2 separate regions of the Mus musculus genome follow, and region 2 is linked to region 1. The links are chromatin contacts, called in public Hi-C maps. All regions are on one chromosome and are shown on one strand. The core of a region is the stretch at or near the end of the contact, and the rest is flanking DNA. Distances in the headings are between cores, read along the strand shown.

Region 1 (2,700 bases), core at 14-2,513:
GAACTGAATTCAACGTTGTCAGAGGGGTTGTAGGATCAGGGAGAGGGTTATATGAGAAAGGAAGAGTTAAAGCGGAGGCCCAAGCCAGGCATGGTGGCATGTGCCTATGTGTGCTTGGAGGCTAAGGCAGGGTGAGCTACTGAACTTGACCTCTGCCCAGGCAGCATAGAGAGGTCCCCGGAACTCCACTGAAGCACTCACATCCTCAGATTCTTCATTTCATTGTCAGACCAGGAAAGAGCCTGGCTGTTGGACCCGGAGCTGTTTGTCCTGCAGATGGGGAAACGGGTTCTTCATTTATCGTTCCACATGTATCCATGAGGCGCCTGCGGTCTGAAGGACGCATCAGATGGAGACATTCTCCATGCTTAGGAAGTTTACATTCTGGCGGGAGGAGACCCTAAACACGGAGACAGATATATATAAACAGAGATGGTTTACAACACAGAGTGCTGGGAGAAGACGAAACAGGTGATGTGGGCCGGCAACACGGCTCAGCAGTAAAGGTGGCTGCTGATAAGCCTGAGGACCTAGCCTCGATCCCTAGAACACACATATTGGAAAAAGTCTGACTCCTACGAGTAGTCCCCCTCAACCCCCCCCCCCCCCACACACACACACATAGAAAGACAGAGGGGGAGATAGACAGAGAGAGACAGAGAGAAAGAGAGACAGAGACAGAAACAGAATTAAATACATGTGAAAAGAAAAATAGATGATGGGGCCTGGGAGTGGTGGGAGTGGAGTGGTATGGCGGGCTGGAGGAGTGGCCAGGTAGGACCTCTCTGTGGAAGCCTTCCCACTTGGGTTTTGATTGACAGTTCTGAAGGATTCAGGTGAGATTATACCTGTTTTGGAAGGAGACCCACCAGAGTGATATGGAATCAGCAGTGTGCAGTGGCAGGAGGCACATGGTGCTGATTTGTGGGATAGCTGGGTTAAGGAGGACTCCACCTCGCTGGTCTACTCTGCCATCGGTCTCCTCTCAGTAGTGACTATGTCGCTTGTTGGGAGAAGAGGTGGCGTTTTTACCATCCATCTATTTGGGCCCTAATTCATTTTTACCATTCATGGGCAATTGCCTTTATCTTTGCTTCTCCTTGGTAGTTGTGGGTTAGCCAGCTTTCTGTCACCTGAAAAAATATCTGAGAAGAAAGGATAATTTTAGCTCATGGCTTCAGAAGTGAAAGTCCATGATCACTTGGCCCCTATTGCTTTGGGCCCATTGTAAGCTATGATCTCATGGAGGAGGCATGTGGCACAGACAACCCGTTTGCCTGCTCCACGGTAGAAAGAAAGCAGAGGGATGGGCCAGGTCCCAACGTCACGCCCTCACTTTACTAGGTTCTTCCCAATGGGTCTTGCTTCCTAGAGTTCCCACGGCCACCCAATGGCACCGTAATCTAAGGCCAAGCCCCTTACCCACATGGGTTTTGGGTGCCCTAAGGCTCACTGAACCAAATCTCTACTCTAGAAGTTGGTATTTTACTGTGAGAAGGAGTTTTTGTGTTCACACTTCTTTCTATAATCATCTTATAACTACAAAATCACAGATTCACACATTAATAGTTTGTATCACTACAATCAGATTCATCTAAAATCAGACCACTCTTTAAACTGGCTTCTGGAGCTGGCATCACCCTCATTTTTGAAGTTTCCTTGCTTTGTGTGTATGTAGGTGTGCACACACGTGTGTGCATGTGTACAGATACACTTACTTGCAGGCGGGTATGGAGAGGCCAGAGGATAACCTCAAATGATATCCTCAGGCACAGCCTGCTCACCTATTTTTGAGACATTCCCTCACAGGCTAGGAACTCCCCAAGTTGGTTACGCTGGTTCACCAGGGAGCCCTAGGGATCCAGCTGTCTCCGTTTACCCATCACTAGGATTACAAGCGCACGCCACCATGTCCAGCCTTTTAGAGTGAATACAGGGATCAGATTTAAGTCTTAGTGCTTACAGGGCCATGCACTTTGCTGACTGGGCTACATCCGCAGGTTTTCCCCTGCTCTCTGACGTAGTAGGATGTTTCAAGATTCTCTGGTTCTTTCTTTGCCTCAGCCCTGGCCTGAGCCTTTTCTCTACCAAGCCTGAGCCTTTCAGTGTGCAAAGATAATTAAGATGTGAGACCCAGGCAGGCCAGGCTCTTCTCCCAGTGTTTCATGGCTTCTGAGTCCCTCAAGACAGGGATGAGAGACATCTCAATTCCTAACATGTATGAATCACCAAGAACAGTTGATCCAACAGGTCTTGTTTGCTAGTGGGGATGGCACTGGGAATCTGAACTCTGACAGCTTCGGGGAATTCTTGTGCTCCCGACCCACAAGACAGGTTGAACATGAAGGATGGAAGCCAGTACTTCTCAGAACCTGGTAGGCATGTCACCTCAGAGCTTGTTTAAATGTGTGCTCCTGACTCTATACCCCAAATTGCTCATTTGGTATCTTAGGAATTGGGAAGGAGGTCTTGCTTTGCTATTGTTCTAAGCACATTGAGTTTCTAACACATCTCCAGGTACTGTTGCTGCTTCTACTGACCTGAGATTGCATTTTGAAAAACACTCATCCAGACATTGGCTCTGAAAGCGGCTACACACTAGACTTCTTAGAGGAGATGTTTTACTCTTTTGTTTGTTTGTGTTTAAATATCAACCCAGAAGGCTCTAGAAACTGTGACTTAGTTGGTGTAGGATATTTT
Region 2 (2,700 bases), core at 116-2,615, 89 kb before region 1:
TTGGCTTCTATGGCCAGTGGTCTGAGGTCCTGAAGGGGACCCCACCTTGGACCTCTTCAAGCTCATGGGTGGAGAGCTGGAGAAAGGCCCCAGGAATGTGCCACTAACCCTCAGCTCTGTCTGGAATTTCACAGTGACATTCAGAAGTCACTAAACTTAGCACCAGGACCTGTGGCCTCTGGGTAGCCCAGGCATGCCAGAGGTTAGGCATGAATTATGGTGAGCTGACAGGAAAGAATGGCATAGGCTATGGGGCTCTGAAGACCTATCGAACCCGGGTCAGCAGGCAAGGTCTGGAGAGGCAGTCCTGAACTACTGGGGCTTGTGGGATGTCCTTTTCTGTTCCCCGGTGCCCAGAGAAGCAGTCTCCTGCTGAAAGATCTTGGGGTGGGATGATTTTTGCTTGGTCACTTACTCCACAAATATTTACCTAGCATCTACTATACATCAGGAATCTGGTCCCTTGGAACACAGAGGACCAATTACCTGCAACAGTCTCATTCTCTGGAGTTTAGACCCCTCTGGGGGAGATACCTGGGTTGAGAGAAAGGCTGTGTGGGAGATGACAAGTGGAAGCAGGGGATCTTCCTGGAGCAGGAGGTGCCTGCTAAAGGCTTAAGAGGAAAGTTGGGGAACCCAGTTTGTAAGAGGGAGGAGGGTGTGACCTCCAGGGCAGGCCTAAGGTAGTCTGGGAAAAGAAGAGACATTCTCTGATGTCCAGTAGAGCTGCTTCCCTGGCTACAGTGGTGCCATTTTGACATTTTGCTTAGTTCTTGGAGACTAAGTTACTCAGAAGTAAGAGGCCATATTTGGGGATGGGACAGATTTGTGCTGGACAGATTTGGGCAAACTGGACAGGTTTGACTCCTCTTGATGTGTGATGCTGGCAAGCTAGACCACCTCTCTGATCCTTCATTTCTTTCTTCTGTAGAGAGGTGATTATTAGAACTTGCTGGGGTGGCAATGAGAAGAAAATTGGGATACCTACGTGAGAAGTTGGCTGCAGGACCTCAGGCCAAGCAGTTCCCTTACTAAGAGAGTGAGTCCCACAGGGCCTGCAGCCTGTCCTGAGTCATCTATGAGCACAGGCCCCACTCCAGCATCTCCACCCAGAGACTGGCCTGATGTGGCAATGCACCTGTTGGGCCAGGAGGCTTCAGTACAGCCCCTGATTTGTAAACTGGGAGGTGGCAAGGGCAGGGTGGCTTGGGTGCCAAGATGGAACAAACCATCCTGCCCTGTCCAGCTTCCTAGGGGACAAAGAGAAGGTCGTTCCATTGAGAGGAGCAGCTGTTGGTGACAGGGCCCAAGTGCTGGCCTGGTGCTCTCTCTCTCTCTCTCCCACGTGGGTGTGGCCCTGCAGGCTGCCAGCTCTGTGATGGACAGACTGGCTCTCTGTACCTTCCTCCTAAGGAGTGGCCCTCACCACTGCCCCACACTGCCAGGCTGTCTCATGAGCTGGCAGACTGGAATCCATGCTCCCAGAGACCCTCTGTTGTCCTACTGGATGCTCGCCTTTGGGGGATGGGGACACTGACTCCACATGCCTGGCATCTGCCTCTGTCACCAGGCTCCGGAAGTGCTGCCTGAGATTCGTCACACATTCCCGTAGGCCACTGCATCTTTATTTTTAGGATTTATTGAGCACTTCCATGTGGTCCAGGGTCGTCTCAAGTGTCCTCCTCTCCAGGCAACCTGGGTGGTTGATATCTCTTGGGATCATAGAGAGGGAGATAGACATTCAATGTGGCTGCCTGAGGCCGCAGGGCTGCAAGGGGTGGGTTAGGAATGGAATCTGTCCCTTGGCGCTTAAGCGCCCTGAAGTCAGGAAGGGCTCAAACCTGCCAGGTCCCTGTCTGGCAGAGGAGAAGACAGCTGGGTGGAAAGACAGTCACCAGCCAATAAGAGGCAGAGCCCAGGTTTGACCCACTCCTGTAAACTGAGTCTCCCGACTATGTAGAAAATCAGCGCAGCTGTCCTTAGGCCCAGGCAAACCTTGGCAAGGGATGGAACCTTGTGGGTGTCCCGACCTGGTTATCAGAGATGTTGTTGGCCAGGCTGCCCAGGGGCTACTTTCAAGCAAGTCCAAATGGGCACAGCCATCCCTTCTGCTCATTGTTGACTGTACTAACTGGCCAATCACAGCCCCATCTCCCTGGCCACAGGAATCTGCATAATCTAAATTAGGCTCACTGGTCCCAACACTGGATTTAAAAAAAAAAAAAAAAAAAAACAAAACCTAGGACTTGAAGGCCAAGTTCTGAGACCATAAACGGGAAACTCGGGCCAAAGGTAAAAATGTCTCCATGTTAGAAAATGCAATGAGAAAATACCTCCATTAAGGTTGCTTGCAGAGCATCTGGAATCCTAATGATTGAGAGGCTGACACCAGGGTGATGGCGAGTTCCAGGCCAGCCTAGGCTATGCAGGGAGACCCTGCCTCAGAGAAAGAGAAAGTAACATTCCTTTGTAAGTCCCAGTAAATCTGATCACTGATGGCTTAGTAAGTGAACTCACACTTTTCTCATATGGTCAGAGGTGAAAACAACATAACCACAGGCATTGCCGCGCTCAATGATGTCACGGGGTGGGTCTTGTGATTTCTTCCTTCCTCACAAGGCTCTAAGACAGCTGCCTGGGCTCCAGCCATCGTATCTACATTCAAGGGAGGACGAAAGAGAGGAGGCCTAGACCAACTGT

The links. A called contact is a pair of places that touch in the nucleus more often than the background predicts.
Region 2: a contact with region 1 is called in a Hi-C map of myocytes, with 3 times the contacts expected there. The contact joins two enhancer-like sites. A contact is called at or near these places in 5 of 484 Hi-C or Micro-C datasets (CD4 T cells, myocytes, psoas muscle and 1 more), 1 of 115 datasets of contacts at active chromatin or transcription factors (embryonic stem cells) and 1 of 9 other capture datasets (embryonic stem cells).

What each region holds. Positions count from the first base shown.
Region 1 is chr6:91,530,029-91,532,728 of GRCm38.p6, reverse strand. No RefSeq gene overlaps it. Among named protein-coding and RNA genes, the nearest start is that of Lsm3, 15 kb to the right of the region's middle. Within about 2 kb of position 1,263, at least 18 of the 459 cell types and tissues checked have an H3K27ac peak or open chromatin away from gene starts, as enhancers often do. A contact at or near this core is called in myocytes, where this site is marked.
Region 2 is chr6:91,619,101-91,621,800 of GRCm38.p6, reverse strand. No RefSeq gene overlaps it. Among named protein-coding and RNA genes, the nearest start is that of Gm40387, 40 kb to the left of the region's middle. Within about 2 kb of position 1,365, at least 37 of the 459 cell types and tissues checked have an H3K27ac peak or open chromatin away from gene starts, as enhancers often do. A contact at or near this core is called in myocytes, where this site is marked.